2 separate regions of the Sus scrofa genome follow, and region 1 is linked to region 2. A link is a contact called in public Hi-C data. All regions are on one chromosome and are shown on one strand. The core of a region is the stretch at or near the end of the contact, and the rest is flanking DNA. Distances in the headings are between cores, read along the strand shown. Region 1 overlaps LOC110261732 (a long non-coding RNA gene). Region 2 has its middle 83 kb from the start of PAPOLA.

Region 1 (2,700 bases), core at 174-2,673, 750 kb after region 2:
GCAGTTCCCTCTTTTTTTCCTTTCCTCTAAACAAGGTCATAGGGTTCCCCCCCTCCAAATGAGAATCAGGAGCCCCCCCGTTCCAAGATTAAGTAAGTCCTTACAGTGTTATAAAAGTGAGTGCTTCTTTCCCATAATAAAAGGTGTTTAAAAGGTTCGCTACAGCTTTAAACAGAATTACAATTTACTTCTTTCAAGTGTCCAGGCCATAAATTCTTCTCAATTCCCTCTCTCTCTCCTTGTCGGAATTAATGAGATCAGATCTGATCAGGGCGCTGATGTGTTCAGCGCCAAATCACACAACAGCGCGCGCACCGTAATGGAATTTGCATCTAATGCATACATAAATCAAACATCTTTCTGGACATTTTCATATGCATAATGTCATTTCATCCAGTTCTCTCTGTGCAGAGGGGGAGATTTTTCTCTCTGAGAGAATGACTTTCTTTAATGCTTTCATTTTATTTTCGCTGACTGCAGTCCCGGAGAATGCGCTTGGTCGGAGAATGTTTCGGGGCGCGGCTGACAGTTCCTTTTCCAAGAGGGGTCCTTCACATTTATCATGCCTCTTCCTCGGGGGCTTTGTTATGCAAATGTGGCTGAAATTGATAATTCCAAAGTGCTTCATTTCGGCTCCTCGGCGGTTGGAGATGGTAGATAAAAAGAAACTGACAAGACACACTGATTGCCCTCAATGCATGTAACTCTCTTGCTAACAAGGCTGGATATTGTTAAAAATTCCTATTGTTATGAGGGTGGCGCTCCCATTATGCAGGCCTTGCAAATTTCTGATTTGAATATTAACCCTTTAATCACCTTACCCCCATAGCCCCTCCAAAAAAAAAAAAAAATCAATTGTCATCAAATGGCTTAAGGACCCCAAACATCAAATTATTCTTCTATTATGCTGAACAGCTGGGAGACACTGAAAACACTTCATTAATCATTTGTTCCCAAGGTAAACTTTACATTTATTTTTCAAATGCAAAGAGAGGGGGTTATCTTAAGCAAAGGGGGAGACCCCCAATGCTAATAAGCAAAGAGGGAGCCCTCCCCCAATGCTAATAAGCAAAGAGGGAGCCTGGGCCCCCCCAGGGCTAAGTCAAGATGTTGAGATTGAGTCTCCTTAGGTGTAGACAAAGAGTGGAAGGTTAAGAACTGAGAACCACAGTTTGTAAAAGGAATCTGGCCTTCTCCCCCCACCCCCTTCCTGATTTTTTGAAATATCCGTATTTCTCCTGCTTTTCTGAATAGACCAAAGAAGGCCTCAGGGATGCGATCTTCTGTCACTGAGCTAAGTTTATTTTACCTGTCTGACCGCAAGCAGGGAAAAAAAAATCCGGCATCCACATTCTTCGAAGGGATGCGGAAATCTGAATACCATTTCTAGGGTGGAATTGCAAATTGAGGCAGCTCTGGGCATTAGCATACCAATAAGCTGCTGAGAGCCTACGGGCTTTGTAAGGAGGCGCCTTGGGCTGTAGGCTGAGGTCCGTGGCAGCCATGGGGGCAAAATGCAAGGATGGGTCATTTCTGCTCTAAACCAAGGCCCTGTCCTTCCAATACCAAGATCAGAAACCAGACTCCTGTTACACACACACACACACACACTCACACGTACACATACAATTTCCCTAGAAAGTGATCAGACCCAGTCATAGCTTCCCTGATTGAAAAACAGAAACTTAACAGGAATTGTCTGTCAGCTAATTCACATTCGGCGACTGGAATTTCTCAGCAGCTTTTCCACGATGGCTCTGTCACAAGAGATGTCCCACCAGGTAACAGGCCTGGCTGTTAAACCTCGGAGCCATTGAGGATTTTGGTTTTCTTTTGGAAATGTTGTTAGGTTAGGGAAAGAAGACCTGCAGATTGGTGAGTTATGCTTTATTTATTTTTTTCCCTCTGAAAGAAAGTTCTGGAGCTTGACAGAGAAAAGCATCATGGGGCTAGAATTACCCTGGTGGTGCCCTGCACCCAATGCCCATCAGAGATTGCCAGGCATCAAAGTGTTCATCTTAGTTCTATAGATGCAAAAAATGCTTGCAAATGAAATCGACTTGATTTTTTGCAGAGGGCTACCTGCCGAAGTAGCACACGTGATAGGGAATAACAGACTCTTGCTACTCCTTCCATTAGGACGGGGATGCAGGGCAGGAAGGGGTTTTGCATCGTGACCCCTCTCCTGTGGGCAAGCCCACAGCAAGTTTTAGGCACATGGATGCCCTTGCAGAGGAGCAGAGCCACGACAACAAGGACATGCCCCAGGACCACGCAGCCATGAAGGGACCCAGGACGCACACAGCATAGGCAGGCTCTCAGGAGCCCTCGTCCCTCTCCTTGGCAGCCCTCACCGCATGTCAGACCAGGCAGGACAACAAATTAAACCACCGTCACAGATATCCCTGCCTGGGTCGCTCTCCTGCCCAGACATTTTTGCCATTACCTGCAAACACTAAGCTACATTTTAATGCCTTGTCATTTTGAGTACCAGCACCCTCGTCCCAACTTAAAAATTAAAACTCCCCCGCCCCCAAACATTGTTTACTATGGAAGCAGAATTTGGTAAAGTGATGAAATCAGGAACCATCCTTCCATTTAGAGCATCCGTTGGGCCCACTGACTCGAGCGTCTTTCCTGCTTTAATTACTTGTTTCTGTCAAGTCCTGATATTTATGCTAGCTGTTATTAATATCAGGA
Region 2 (2,700 bases), core at 129-2,628:
TGGAGCTCCCAGGCCAGGGAGCAGATCTGAGCCACAGTCTCGACCTAAGCTGCAGCTGCAGTAATGCCAGATCCTTTACCCAATGTGCCAGGCTGAGGATGGAACCCTCATGCCAAGCACTCCCAAGATGCTGCTGACGCCCATCCTACAGCAGGAGATCCTTGTTTGGTACCTTTAATGGGAAGCAACTAACTGGATGGAGTGTTAGCTGGTGCAGATTTGGTGGCTGTTGCTGCAGCCGACGCTGGAGACTCCTGGAGCGGGAGCCCCTCAGATTCTCCCCTGGGAAAGGAGAGGCAGCTGGGCTGCCCGGGCCAGGGACAGTTGGGTCACACGGAGGTGGCCACCCTCTTCTCCCAGTCCTCCATGTACCCCTGCTGGGTCTCCTAAGCGCCCATTCTCTCCTTCCAGTCCCCGATTCGGGTAGCTGGGAGGGATGGCAGAGGGGCTCGATGGAGTTTATATAGCTTGCCCTGTATATATTTAGAGATAAGAAGTTCATTTAGGGATTAGGGGCTGCTTCTTGTCTATGCATCATTAAGCATACCACATCTGCTACTGAGCTAGCAATCAGCAGAATATTGAGAAAAGTTATAAAGAAATCTTTGCGTCGGTTCATTTTTGTTCCCACTTCCCCGAGTCCTGGCTCTCAGACTTCTGCGATCCAGTGCGTTTGGGAGGAAGGCAGGCTGGGGCTGTGGAAGCCAGCCTCGGGACCTGGCCCTGGCTTCAGAGAGGCAAAACAATCTTGACCTGCTGATTGCACACACATGGTGTACACGTGTGCACGCATGTGTGTGAGTGTGAAGAGTGGGCAGTGGCAGAGAGGGGACAAGCTATGAGAAAGCTGCCTGTGCATTTTCCCATGATGCCCATGCCAGGAAGGGGTCCCTGGCAGTCCTGGGTGACCTTGACTCATCTGCTTCTGCACTGTGGTCCTGTCTATAAATGAGGGCGTTGGACGTGAGTGACGGGCCATCAGGATGCTGGTGAGAAAGAGCCCAGGTTCCCATACGTGGCTGTTGGGCTGCTGAAACTGGTGTTCTTGGGCCTGCTGCTCCCCTGGCCCCCACAACTGGCAAGGACCCCCCGGCTCTGGGCTGGCCCAGGTTGGTGGCCAGGGGCTGCCTGCTGGAGCTCTGGCTAGAGAGAGAGCAGCTGACCCAAGTCCTTGGTTCTGGAGGCTCAGAGCTGCAAACTGGGGGTGGCAGGTGGGTCCCTGCCTCTCTGGATCCTTCACCAGGCCCAGAGAGCTGAGAGCCAGCCCTCTCCCTGAGGTCCTCTGGCCAGCCTGGCCCCTTGGACCCCGGGTGGGGACGTGGCCTGAGGCCCAGCCCTTCCCCGGCGGCTGTCCCGCAGCGTGACATGTGGCGGGTTAAACTGCAGGTGTCACTGTTAGCCCTGAAATGGGGGCTCGGCTCGCCGGACCCAGGACGGCCACAAAGGAACCTGTGCACTTCGGCCGGTGGCCTCCGCGACCGGCGGCTCGGCCCAGCCCAGAACCGCACGGCGCCCCTCTTCCCCCGCCGCCTGGTCCCCGCCGCGCCCCGGGACAAAGTGAAGACAGGTCCCATGCGCCACCTCCCGGGCCCGGAGGAGGCGCCGCGCGCTCAGGACGAGCCCGGGGCGCTCGGACGTTAGGAGGAAGGAGACAAACTCGGTGTTGGCGGGCTCAGCACTTGACCTCGGCCGACCTCCCGGGTTGGAGGGGGCGCGGCGGGGGCTGCGCAGAGGACGGGAGCCGGGGTCCCGGGAGGCCGCGCGGTCGGCACGGATGGTCGGCGTCGCCTCGGGGATGGCATCCCCGCGGCGGGCGCGGGCGCCTTGGAGGTGGGGACTCTGAGCAGAAGAGGCCAAGCGCCCTTTGCTGGGGAAGCAGCAACCGAGGAGAGAGGCGAGAGCGACGGGGTATTCATGCTGGGTTCCTTGTCCCCAAATGGTGGCACCTGCCCCCTGTCAGACACTGCCAACAATGGAACGGTTCGAGATGAAAAGGCCCCCGTGATAAAGTTTATTTTTCAAAAATGAACAGCTGGGTGCGCTTTTCCCTGGGACTTTACCCCAGAAACCACAGCGCCCTGGTCACCTTGTCCAGAACTAGCTGAGAAATGCCAGCCTCGGGCGGACACGGCCAGCACCCAGCCACGCCAGTGAATCCCTCCCTGACTCCTTTTGGGGGTGTTGCTGAGCCCCAACCTTCCCTTCCCCTTTGTTTTGCTCCCTTTTTAATTCTGCATTTCATTCTGACCTGAGAACCGCGCTGGGCATGAAAGTAGTATCTGCAGGAACCAGGCTTTGCGGGGCGGGGGGTCCCCATCTGGGAGCTTGTTTGGGGGGGGTCCCTCCCCTGTGTGCAACAACTGCAGAGGAAGCAGCTAGAGGGCTCTGGGCTCCCTTCTCTTAATTTCTGTTTAAAGGGAACACAAAAAGCTGGCTGTGTGTGTGGGTGGGGAGCGAGGGCCCGGAATAATTCCAGGCCTTAAAAAAAAGAAAAATAAATTTTTGAATAAGAATGGTCCATGTACTGTGACCGCAGGGCAAATGCAAATGTCTGTTTTCAAACACTGACTCGTGCATTCTTATTAGAGACCGTGCCTGCGCCTCCAAGCAGGACTTTACATATTCATCAGTATCAGGGACCTGGGCTCCCCACTTCAGGTGTGGCTTTGCGAGCGCCCGTGTCCCTTTAATCTCGGGGGA

Evidence for each region. Hi-C and Micro-C count contacts between places; a contact is called where the count stands out from the background.
Region 1: a contact with region 2 is called in a Hi-C map of epiblast stem cells, with 1.7 times the contacts expected there. The contact joins two enhancer-like sites. A contact is called at or near these places in 2 of 47 Hi-C or Micro-C datasets (embryonic fibroblasts and epiblast stem cells).

The regions. Positions count from the first base shown.
Region 1 is chr7:118,505,723-118,508,422 of Sscrofa11.1, forward strand. The region is part of intron 3 of LOC110261732 (a long non-coding RNA gene); the gene reads left to right. Among named protein-coding and RNA genes, the nearest start is that of VRK1, 560 kb to the left of the region's middle. Within about 2 kb of position 1,424, at least 3 of the 83 cell types and tissues checked have an H3K27ac peak or open chromatin away from gene starts, as enhancers often do. A contact at or near this core is called in epiblast stem cells, where this site is marked.
Region 2 is chr7:117,757,508-117,760,207 of Sscrofa11.1, forward strand. No RefSeq gene overlaps it. Among named protein-coding and RNA genes, the nearest start is that of PAPOLA, 83 kb to the left of the region's middle. Within about 2 kb of position 1,379, at least 18 of the 83 cell types and tissues checked have an H3K27ac peak or open chromatin away from gene starts, as enhancers often do. A contact at or near this core is called in epiblast stem cells, where this site is marked.